Regions from separate parts of the Zea mays genome. Here region 1 is linked to region 2. Evidence: chromatin contacts called from public Hi-C data. All regions are on one chromosome and are shown on one strand. Each heading gives the region's core, a stretch centred on a gene start, on an enhancer-like site or on the middle of the called end of the contact. The rest is flanking DNA. Distances are from core to core; before and after follow the strand shown.

Region 1 (5,947 bases), core at 768-3,267, 520 kb before region 2:
CATCCCGTTTCATAACCAGATGTCTGATGATCCTCTCATCCTTGTCTAGCAGGGTCTTGAAGTCATTGATGTATCTTGACTCTATCTCAAAGTTCATTAAAATGTAATTGGCATGTGTTGCTTTCTTTATTTTGTAAGCAAGCCTGCGCAGCCCCCAATTGTTAAGCCTCCATATCCTTCCTTTCTTCTCCCTGATAAAATCTACAAGGGAACAAAAAAAATAGTTGTATGTTAACTCTTCAGTAGTATATTTACCAACTGTTAGACTATTTCATAAAATGTAAAAAAAAAGAGATAAGCTCAGGTATATTGGCTGATTGAAGCAAATATAATAGAAACACGTACAGCAAAACAGCAAGGAATAGAAAAACAACATTTTCCTTCCTGGCCTAGAGATTGCACATAAGGATGGGAAGCACAAAGGCAGCAAAAGCAAATCAGATAACACTAGCAAGTCTAGCAGGAAAAGGCCTTATTATAAGAGTGCCTAACCTACAGGCAGAACATGACATATAAGTACCTTAGTTTTCCTCTAGCTCTAGGTGGTTAAGATTAACTCATTTAGTTAGTATATTAGAGAGAGAGAGAGAGAGAGAGAGAGAGAACTACAGCGTGCTAAAAAAAGTCACCACCACACAAGTGATGTCTGAGTGTTGATAGACATACCTTGTACTTTTGATACAACATTTTCAACTTCTTCAACACGGTCCTCATGAATTAGATAAACTACTTCATAGTGCCGCACTGTAAAAGGATGAAGTTCAAACTGAACTTAGAAAGCCAGCACAAATGAACAGCAAGCGATGCCAAAATAGAAAACAATAGCTGGACATAAGAGGAAAGAAAAGAGCTCTTACTTCTTTTCAGATTTAAATCACTTTCTAGCTCAATATTAAGAAAATCATACAGCTTTTCTGCAAAAAAGGATTAGAATGATAATAATATTCACATGAACCATAAAAAGGATCTTTACGGTACCAAAATGGACATCTAAAAAACTTTATAGCAGAAAAGCGAACCTTCGTCTGCATCAGCAAATTCTGGTGACACTTGACCATCCTCTCTCACCATTTTCTACAAAACAACAAGAATAAAAAGCATGTAGTTATTAAGCCTATTGCAATAGCTTTCAAGCTTCCCTATATAAAGCTTAAAAGAATCTCCTGTTTCTACCACAACTGACCAAATCCATAATTTTCATTTGCCTTGGGAAGATTTCACCATTTTATTTTCTATTTCCTGTTCCCTCTAGTGGGAAACTACTAAGTGCTCGTTCCATAAATTTCAGTTCTATAGGAAAATGTCCCTGTTGTCATGAATAGAAGATGGTATTGATTGGCAATGGTTACTATACAAGAAAACTAAAGCACTGTAGAGGTTTACACACAGACGCAACTATACAAGCATATAACACTAGAATATTCCTAAAAAAATCTCATATCCACCATTCGCAATAAGAAGGCCTGCTTACACATATTGCATTCAGGTAATGGCTGCTGCCGAGTCATTTACTAAAAGTCTAAAACCATTGCACTCAGGGAAGCATCTACAAGCAGAAACACGGAAGCAACTATGTCCTTATTCTCATCTCCCAGGCTTGAACACTAGATAGAAGCACCTAGAGGCAGCCTATCAGGGAATGGATGAACAAAGTTACAAAAAAAGGACCGAACCTTTCTAAGCAGGACGGCCTCGGGGAACAGCCCGGCAGCCTCGCCCGGCTTGGGGGTGAAGCTGTGCGTGTCCACCCGTTCCTCCGTCTCGCTATCCCGCCCCCTCCCCCTCTTCTTCTTCGCCCACACTGCCACGGCCCCCTGCCGCCTCACATCTCCTCCAATAGCTACGCGCAAGCAGTTCATACGCATACGATACGGCGCCGGCGATGTCCCGAATAGGAACAGAGCCCTCGGCACTGCGGTGGCCTCCATGGGTATTGGCCGGAGACGCCGGAGAGCGAGGTTCTTGCCGGGGTCTTTTTTCCGGTGTGGCCGTGTGGGGACGCCGAACGAAATGAAATGCGGGCGAGGAGAAGGATAAGGTGATATTTGGGCCTTCATCTAAATGAGATGAAATTTGGGCCTTCAAGTGTGCGTCCATCGTTTTTTGATCCTAGCTGAAGGCCCGACCTGTACTCCTCTCGTCATCCTCTTCGTTTTGACCTTCTCTGTCGAGCTTTTTCTAGTATAATAAATTTCATGTTGTGGCGGACGGGCGTAATGTTCGTATTAGAGTACGAAGATTATATTAAAATGAATAATATATATATTATTATCGATCTTAATGCCTTATAATGTTATGTTAACAACCAATACATAATATTAATATAAAACAAATTATATTTTATAATGCGAATATCACAACAATAAAGTTTAAAAAGTGATAACTAAAGCTAAGCAAACTCGGCTCGCGCATAAACAGAAGAACGCAGTTTGATGTGTTTTATTAGGCTTTAAATAAGTCGTCAGTAGAGCTAGACAAAATACTTATGATTTGTAAGCTCGCTCGACTCTATTTCAATTTTATCATAAGCTAAGCTAACATATCATCTTGATTTGTTAGCGAGCCAGCTTAAACCGAGCTCGAGCTAGCTCAATAGCTCGAATGAGCAACCATCTGTTAGCAAAATAACACATGCACTTATATTGGATAAACTAATAAGTAGTGCTGGATATCAAGCTAGCTCGACTCGTTAAGGAATCAAGCCAGAGAATCAGCTCGACTCGACTCAACTCGTTTAGTTCGTGAGTCACAACAACAAAAACAATATATGTATATATACAACAATATAATCAATTGTTAATTAATTTTAGACCAATTTAACACTAAAAGAGTATTAGTACTAACAATTTTATATATAACATCAATTCAACACCAAATTAACACAGATCATCACTTATTAGTTTATCCAACACAAGTGGAGACTTTGTTTTGCTGACAAATACTAGCTCGTTCGAGATGACGAGCTGGCTCGAGCTAACTCCTTAACAAACCGAGCTAAGATGCTAGCTCAGCTCATGATAAAATTGAAACAAAGTCGAGTCAGATCTGAGTCGAGCTAACCATGAGCCGAGCGAGCTGACGAGCGTTTGGTGTTGGGTTGATGTGGTATATGAAATTATGAGTATTAATACTCTTTTCTAGCGTTAAATTGGTCTAGAATTAACTAATATTTTATTATTGTATATATGTGTATCTTTTTTTTGGCTCGCAAGCTAAACGAGCCTGCTCAAGCTCACAAATGAGCCAAGCTGATTCTCTGGATCGATTTTCTAGCGGGCCATGTCGAGAAATCTTGTTACCTTAATGGGCCAACTCAAGCTCGACCAAGCTGAGCCGAGTTGACTCTATATCTAGCCCTAACTATCAATAGCAAGCAATGTAAAACTAATCACAGTAGCAGCAGAGCACACACACACTAAATCTCAATCGACATCATTTGGGTGACGATAGATTGGAGAGCAGGTAGGGAGACAACAGAAAGTCGTGCACAAGACCATACACATAGTGCCCCCACCACAAAAGCAGATGAGATGAGATGAGATGACGATGCAGAGCAGCAACACCAGCCATCTATGGGAGCAAGGGCGATTCCAGGGGCAGAGGCATGTAAATAATATAAAATACCTTCTAACAGACCCCTCGATCTGATTTGTCCCCCCTCCCAACTCAAATCCTGGCTTTGCCCCTACGTGGGAGCAGGAGCGAGGGCAAGCAGCATATGAAGGTAAGCAACATAAGAGGGAGGGAGGATCTCGTACCTATAGAGCATATTAGAGCCGCCCTTGAAGGCTTCCACGGCGACGCCCGTAGAAGCAAGGGCGAGAAGCAGGGGCCACAACTTTGCTCGAGGAGGGGGTGTTTGAGAGGGGGTAGGGCGGAGAGGGGAGGGGAGAGAGAGGAGAGGTAGCGAGTGGGGCGCAACAGCGAGCATGAGAGAGGGGAGGGCAATCGACGGTGGGAACACCAAGAGTGAGCGAGGAGAAGTGGTGATGGGGGAGGGGACGGGTAGCGGCTGCGTGGCCCGAGGGGAGAGGGAGGTTGGGCGCATAGGCTGCTCGGCCCGATTGTGTTGGGCCATTGTGTGTGGAGGGGAAGTAAATGCACGACACACACGTTTAGTGTGTGACACACGACCACAGTGAAAACTGGTGATTTACAATATTAGAGAATAATATTTATATAACATAGTTTTTAAAATAATATTTATAATTTAGGATTTTAAGATATTATTTAAAGTGATAAATTTCTCTAAGATAGTATTGTGACTTTCTTTTATACCTGTTTTGACGTAGATACTGGAGTATAGATTTAAGAATTGGAACCAGCTTTCCAGAATTCTATTGTTTGGTTGCACATGAAATTGAGATTTGGAATCAGAGATCCAATTCCCTGGAATTGGACTATAACTAGAAACTCCCTCTCCCGATACAGAGTATTACTCCTATGTATCGAGTGGAATTGAACCACACAATTCCGAACTCTAATTCAGTGGCATCAAAATAATAGAATTGGAATTACAACTCATTTCAATACCATGGCTGATTTGTAATTGAACTCAATATAATTCCACGTCCTCCAATATCAACAACCAAGCAAAGTATTACTTGTTTTAATTTAATAGTTTCTAAATACCTTTAACTTTTCCTTTAAACTTCATGGCGTCGTTCCCCTAGGCGCAGCCTCAACACCTGCTCCCTTTGCTCCTAAAAATGATTACAAATCTTTTACAAGTTTAAATTTAAAATATGAAATAATCATTTTATTTTAATAAAAAGGAAATTCAGTTAAATTAAAAATACTCTATGGCTAAAAGAGATCTAGATATAAAACATGTATCTCATACAACTATGATTTAATAACAAAATATATTGTCGGATACCTAGAAACGGGGTACCCAAGGCAAGGCCTACAAACCTCTCTCTGGCCTATTTACCAAAGTCCCCACTGAGCAAGTCTGTGAACCGTGGCGACCGACAAAGTTCCCACCGAGCAAGTCTGCGAGGCAGGACAATAAACCAAAACCCTCACTGAGCAGATCCGCGAGGAAGGAGCCCGAGCCAACGTAGTCAGCCCATGACGACCGCGACAAGACGCAACATTACCAAACCACATCCAGACCATACATACCGTACCAAATGGTCTCTGACAAGCACGATGGAACACCACTCGTACGCCCCCAGACATGTCCTCACTAACTCGCGGTGTCGGTCAACTCTGGTCGCAGAGACCTGATCACCGATGTCTCTATAGTGGCCCATACACAGGAAAGGACGAGACAATACCCTATACCAAGTGTATACCTGAAAGCATCTAGGCCCCTGGGTGCTTTTAGTGATGTGACTAACGTGTGTTTTGCAGAGCAAATTGTAAGGTGGGCCACATTGCAGGGAGTTGCGCTACAACTGTGAAAACAATCCCTCAGATGAGAATTTGAAGCAATAGTTGAAAGAGGTGAATCAAAAGATGAAGGACTTCATATTTTCAGTGTCGAAGGAGTTGTGGGACACTTGGTATAGAGTTAGGACATCTATTTTTGTTTTAGCCGTACTATAAAGAGGGGTTGTGGATTAGTAGTTTGACCAAGAGAAATCTAGTGTAGTGTCGGTGCATGTTCCCACTCACAACTAGTGCTAGATGTCACTCTAGTGCTTACTCACAAGTTAGAATAAAAAACGGGTTATAAAATCACAAGAAAAGAAAATGTGTTGCTGTCCTAGGGGCACCGGACTGTCCAGTGGTCCCCTGGATAGCGGGCCCGAGGGCACCCGAGAACTAACCCTGAGCTGTGAAAAACCCGAGAGCAAACAATTCCGAATAGTTGAATTTTAGCCAGCACCGGACATGTACTGTGCAGTGTCCGGAGCAACTCTAGAGCAATGGCTAGATGTCAAAACTATCTGTTGGGAATAGTTGACGCACCGGACTGTCCGGTGTGCCCATGCGCAGT
Region 2 (6,608 bases), core at 2,741-5,240:
CGGATGCCTTTCAGTTCTGCCACAGGCGTGCCACCTGAGCTGGTGATCTTCGGGCTGTTGATGCGTTTGATCTCACCCCGGCTTCTTGTGACCATGTTGTCTAGGATTTCTGCACTCTGGGTGTTTCCGAATGCAACATCGATGTCTTGCTGAAATACATGAGATTTGAGTTTCAGGGAAATGCAACATGACTAAGAATGTTCTAGTACAAAATACTATGTCGATGAGCAAGACTCGTGTATTTTTCAGGATAGATGGTGTCTTTCTGAACTTACCGCAGCAAGGCTGAATGGTATAGCCGGCGATTCCTCATATTCAGCTGCATCTAGGTCAGTTAGATGCGCACCTTTGAAGAGCTTGGGGAGGATGTACTGCCTGACTGGAACCAGGAGCATGATCATGAGGGGGAAAAGAACTCCAGCTATTGGAATCCATGTGATTCCAAAGCAGACCAACAGGTACGCTGTCTGGAACATTGTGAACATGGCTATCGTCTTGAATGGCACTGTCTCGACGAACGTGGTGTGGTACTCTTCAAGCACCCTGGGAAATATTTACAGTACAGTATAATAATAATTTCAGTCTCCCGAAGCAGCTACATTAACAGTATTTAGCATAATATATTCTTCCTTGCATCCATCGGATCATGTTTTTTGTGCAGTTTGTGGATTTGCCAAAAAAAAAAACAGAAGCAGAGGTGCCAAAGAGTAATATTTTGAGACAAATTAAACATACTTGTATCTTCTGCTGGGAGCAGTGAAGAGCAGCAAGATCCTTTCCCAAAACTGGTTACCAGGCAAGCTCTCAATGGCCATGAAGGCAAAATAGCCCCAGAGGACAGATGTAGGGATCTTCTTGAGTAGTGGCATAGCAGCGACACAACCACCCACCATGGAAGCCTGTAGCAAGTTGCTCAAGCGCTGCTCCTTGACCTCAATGGGAAGCAGATCATCAATTTCTTTCTCTATGTCAAAGACTGTCTCATCAACTGGTGCATCAATGTTACCCATACTCGAAGCTAGCTGGACTGTTGAGTCCTTGAGCTCATTTAAGCCCTGTATTTTTTTTTTGAAAAGGTGTAGAAAAATGTCATATAACCAAATCATCTGAATAGATATGAACTACTAAGTTTTGGGCAATAGAACACATACTCTTCTGACAGACTGTTGCTGATAAACCAGTGGTGTCTGCATCTGCTGATAAGCATCCTGCATGCTGCCATACAGTTGGCTCAAGCTCGCATTCTGGCTCATGCTCTTTCGTGCAGTGGCTACTAGCCGGTTACGAAGCAGCTGAACAGAAATGCTTGCCATTTGAGTGAGAAATCAGATATCCAGATGGTATTCTGAAGTACTATTTAAAAACTTCCATAACTCACCTGATGCTTGAGAGTAGCCAAACTCTTCGTGTGCATGGGTGATTGTGGAATGACACCATTTGATGGAGGGATACCAATAAGGCCACACATTAACGTCTATTGTTCAAACACTGATGTTATTGAAATGTATAGAAAACACCAAAACTTAGTACTCAAGAATTAGAATTATGCACATCTGGGCATACCAGGAAGCCTAAGAGAAGCAAATCATAGTGGAAGGATGGAGGTTTCCTCAAATTGAACTCTTTCTGCTGAGCAAGCTGAGATGCAACGCTATGATCGAAGTAGTAGAGAACAGCAATCATTGTTGCTGGTATGAAGGCACCAATGATGTAGAGGAGTGGAACTTGTGTCATATCCTGCTCATTTGGTTTATGTCGAAAAAAATAATCGATAAGCAACGATGTTTCACATCAATAAAAACAATATTTTAGAATCCTTCTGTGAATGTTTGAGTACCTTGATGACTGTCCAGTTATCGTATGCACCAGGGGACCATGGATTAGGACTGAAAAGGCGTCGCGGAATTGCTTTTGGTACATTTCCATATGGTATGTAAGACACTCCAGTCCAAACTAGCACCATCAGTGGAACACCATAGTCAGCGATGAAGCCACGCAGCCAACCTAGGTATAAGAGTATTATCATCAGAAATTTGGTATTGGACTAAGTGAGGTGCTTCACACTTTCACAGTCATAAGCAACACAAAGGATCAAGGGAGAGAGTTATATATAGTTCTCATAGCATCTGCAGGACAGGTTCAGTTTTCAGATGCATACCTGCTCCATAGCGCCATGACCGTGCCTTCCTGCTCCTCAGGGCAGTGAGTAAAAGGCCAAACGACAACACAATTGCAAACATTCCGTTGGCAAACCGCCATGATGGAACAAACTCTAGCGCCTTTCGGTCTTCCCTCTCAGGAATGCGGAACTCATCGATAAGTCCCTGTGCCCATCACAGACTGGTGAGCTTACACATCCAGATGGCCACAGAGAAGTCAACTTGCAAATTACTTTGGTACATATGAATTTATGACATTTTTAAAATATTTCTAAGGAACATTTTTTCCAGAAAAACACCATTTATTTTATAAAGAAGCATTCTTAATTTTATCTACTTCTGTTCCAAACCGAGAACACTGAAATATTTGGTTGCAGTAGTGACCAATGGCACAAAAGCAGAAGCTGGAGACACCTTCACATCTCCATTGGCTTCCATGTGCTTTTCAGCACTTGCACATGCCTTTGACCAACCTACTCGATTCTCCACTAGTTAGTTGCATTCAGACTGACTGGAGTACTATGCAATCTGGAGAGGCAAGGTAACTGGAGTTTGCCTTAAAAAAGTTTCTGCATCAGCATAAGGTTAAGCAGCAAATGGCTTGAAACCGAAAAGCCCTGCAGCTTTCACCAACCTTGATAGCCTGCTGCATGAAGAGCATAGCGATCAGAAGCCCAAACAGCTCGCCAGCGACGCGGGTGAACCGGTTGATGATGGAGCACGCGCCTAGTATGGCCAGCAAGAAGAGTAGGATGGCAGTCCACACGCAAACCCTGCACGCGTACATGACACACGGCAAGGATCAGCTGAAACAACGTCCAAATCTGCAATAGAATTCTCAGCCAGCACACACAGCAAGGATGACCTACCAACCGGTCCAGGCCAGGAACAGACTCCGCCCGAGGTCGGGCCTGTCCTTGGCGAAGCTGAACATGAATGTGTACATGAGCACCGTCGGTTCGGCGACTCCCAGGATCAGCAGCGGCTGCCCTCCCACGATGGAGTGGATTACGCCGCACAGCGCAGTGGATGCCAACGTCTGCACTGCCGTGAGGACTCCATCTGCTCACAAAATAAGCTCCTCTGCTCACCCACTGTACTGACTGAAACTAACGCCACCAAGTACAAGTTTTGAATCCCCCTGTTTTATTTACCAGTGTTCCTCTCCAATTGCTCCCCGAACGATATGACCGGTATCGCGGACGCGAAGAATATGTAGGTCGTCGGCGCCAGGATCCTGAAACACTCCCAAAAAAGCACTCCTTTTCATTCAAGATCTTGGGGGCAGGCAAGAACAAACAAACTTGAGAACAGCAACAGAAGGACATCGCAGCCAGTTTCAAGGTTTTGGCGCCATAGTGGTGATACCGAACTTGTAATCCTAAACAGCACAATGCAAGATTGTTGCGAGCAAAGATTAGATTAGCCTTACCTGATACCGGCACGGAACCCTCCGGCCCAGTCCTGCTTGTAGCAGGCGAGCCTCCCGTGGAGGTCGTTCTTGATGCCCCGCAAGGGCACGAAGCTCTCCTCCATTGAAGGGCGTCGCTTTTTTCTCAGACACAAGAAGATCTGAGGATGTATTCTGGATGGTCTCCCACTCCGGGTGTGAAGTGAGGCCCTTGCTTACATCTTGCGGCGGATGGAGCAGGAAGAAACGCTACCGGTTTGGAATCTCGCGATGCATTTAGCGCGGGTCCATGGAGGGAGACGAAGGCCGAGGCTACGAACGGAAGGGGAGCATAGAGAGCACAGGAAGCGGGCTGATTGCCGACGAGGGAGAGAACGGCAAGGTCCAGAGAGAGAGAGAGAGCAGTAGAGCGAAAGGGAGGTAACCGCTACAGAGCAACGGAGTTGCGATAGAGGGCAGATATATAGGAAGTGGCAGGGGAGGGGCACACCACTGTCAATTCACAAAGAGAAATCTTGGTAGAAAAAAATTTAAAGCAAAAAAGTTATCTGAGGAAAAAAAATGCATTGCTCGAGAACTGTTGCAGCGAGTCTTGCTGAATGCTGAGCTCTGCGCACGCAAAGCAAAAGCACAAGAGGGCTCCAGTGGGGTGTGTCACTGGTGGGCTTTGTGATCATGTAACTGCTGCAGCAAGTGTCGGAGCTAATTTTATTTTATCTACCACTGTATTGTTAAGTTCAGAAGGAAAAGGAAAACCGGGGGAGGGGGGGGGGGGGGGGGGGGGGGGGTGGTCAGCAAGAGGACAAATAATAATTTTTTGGTTTTGTTCACTCGGATGGCAAGGCAGGGCCAGAATGCCAGGGCAGCTCTGGCTCAGCTGTCTGCTGTCCAGGGGAAGAGAAGGACCCAACGAGCTTCGCTATTACCAAATAAATATTACTAAATATTAGTTATTTTAGTATTTTGATAGATTTATACCATATTTAATATATGTGTTTTATATATATATCTAGATTTATTGACATCTGGTTGAACATATACATAATAAAATTTAACTGCTACGACGACTAATATTTTAACACAGACTAGTCGGTTGCCCGTGCGTTGCGACGGCTTATAACAATACCTATATATCTTATCAACAAAAAAATTTAAGATTTTTTATTGATCGTATCCGCTCTCCATATAATATTTTTTGATTTAGCTAACCGATGTTATTATTTACTCCATCCAATATGTCTTGGTACAACACGGTCAATGAAGTGAGCGATTAGAAGAAAGTTCACAACGACTGACTGAACAAACAAAGATTGTAAAATGACATAATTCCACAATACAGAGACCAAATAAGAGAAAGTTTGTGAGCTCAAGTTTCTAAAATAAGTCACATAAACTCAAACTTATAAAAAGATAGATCAAAATATGAAGTGTTTGCTAAAGTCAGGCATCAATAAAAACTGGATGCGCTCCATATAAATTATGCTACTTTGTAGCAATTACTAACATTTAAAACCAATAAATAACCTTTCATTTTACTGTTATTGTGACAAATTATTGTTGCTCCATCCAATTCAGCAACATCAAACACCATGAAGTCCATTGCGTCAATGTGGTCTCAGAAACGACCTAATGCTTGCAAGAGCCAAGAACGTCGTGCCGTGCTTGGGCTGTAGCCTCGGCCCGTAGTGCTGGTCCGGCTCGACACGATTATATATTTTTATTTTACAAAAAACGTATATAGATATATATAATTTATATTCAATATTAAAAACATTTGAGCATGATATTCTATTGGTTAGATAACTTTACCTAGTGTCTCCTACCCTTCTTTCATTAGGGCATGAGTTTGAATCCCATCTCCTGCACTATATTTTAACATTTTTACGCTAATTTAATCAAATGGGCCGACGGACTAACGGGCTGGCTCGGAACAGTCAGCAGGCCGGCATGACGTGCCTGGGCCAGAGTTGTGGCCCGCGCGCGTCTGGCCCGTGCCGGGCCGCCGTTTGGCCATTTATAGGCGTGCAACGGATTAATTTAAAATAGCTGTGAGGGGTTATTTGTAAAAAGATGACGCGCGACGACCGTTGAAACTGGTGCTTTAAGTATAGTATAGATAGAGTATTAGATTAATTGTAAAATACATTTTCATAGTTGATTCAGAGCCATAAATATGAATACAATTCATTAGAAATTTAGCCAAACGTAAACCACTTTAAATGGCACCGTATTATATTTTTTTTTCTTACAGAGGGAGTACCTCCAAATGGTGGATGACATCTCTAGGATTGACCACCAATGTTCTAAACCCTAAACATTCTTTACCACACCTGCTGCAGTTAATGTAAACTGCAAATTTAGTGCAAGTTCCTTCCACATGCATGCATGGAGATAGTAGTATCCAGGCTGAAACAAAATAAAGTAGAGGCTATTATATCATACTAGTAAGATGATCCACCTGTTATCTGCTACATGATCAGCCTCAAGTTGCCATCAGTGTGATGTGCACATGAATTATTAATCTTTTTTCTCCCTAATAATACGGTGCTTGTACAAGGTGACGGCGTTCCTTGAGACCTGCATCCGGTGTCATGTGTGCTGTGGAATCTTCCCATAAAACAAGAAACCAGGAACCCAAGAAATCTGAGGTTTGCTTCAGGCTTCAGCTGGGGTACCAGAAGAACAAGAGTTGACCTTACCTTTGTCCCAATGCAACATGCACGATTGTTGTCTTGGCGGAGGTAGTATTTAATTAGCAAGAGGCAGCATCTTTCTTACTGTTGCTTTGGTCTGGTGTTATCTGACGAATGTTTGTCTAATTGGCCATGCCGCCAGTTCTGCACTTCTGCTTCTCCAACCAAATGAATGTCTCCCGGATTAGATGGAGCTTGTGTTCTCCAATTTACAAGAGCTTAATTAATGCCCAAGATGATGTGGAAGCACAAATCCTGCTTGAAAAGGTAGGTCATGACAAGTTCCGTTCGATGCGGCTAATTAATCTGGTAAGATTTCGTTGACAGTGTGGTTAATATGCATGT

Evidence for each region. A called contact is a pair of places that touch in the nucleus more often than the background predicts.
Region 1: a Hi-C map of endosperm shows a contact between it and region 2, with 2.6 times the contacts expected there. The contact joins the promoter of LOC100284375 here to the promoter of LOC100381433 in region 2. A contact is called at or near these places in 3 of 25 Hi-C or Micro-C datasets (ear, endosperm and tassel).

The regions. Positions count from the first base shown.
Region 1 is chr3:130,134,103-130,140,049 of Zm-B73-REFERENCE-NAM-5.0, reverse strand. LOC100284375 (30S ribosomal protein S6-like) reads right to left here and starts at 2,017. Exons shown (of 5, transcript NM_001157270.2): 1 at 1,674-2,017; 2 at 1,020-1,074; 3 at 858-914; 4 at 667-744; 5 at 1-201. The coding sequence starts at 1,928.
Region 2 is chr3:129,610,962-129,617,569 of Zm-B73-REFERENCE-NAM-5.0, reverse strand. LOC100381433 (Boron transporter 1) reads right to left here and starts at 3,990. Exons shown (of 12, transcript NM_001174274.1): 1 at 3,592-3,990; 2 at 3,314-3,396; 3 at 3,029-3,221; 4 at 2,794-2,932; 5 at 2,159-2,324; 6 at 1,838-2,004; 7 at 1,564-1,737; 8 at 1,379-1,474; 9 at 1,152-1,292; 10 at 736-1,055; 11 at 276-543; 12 at 1-149. The coding sequence starts at 3,695.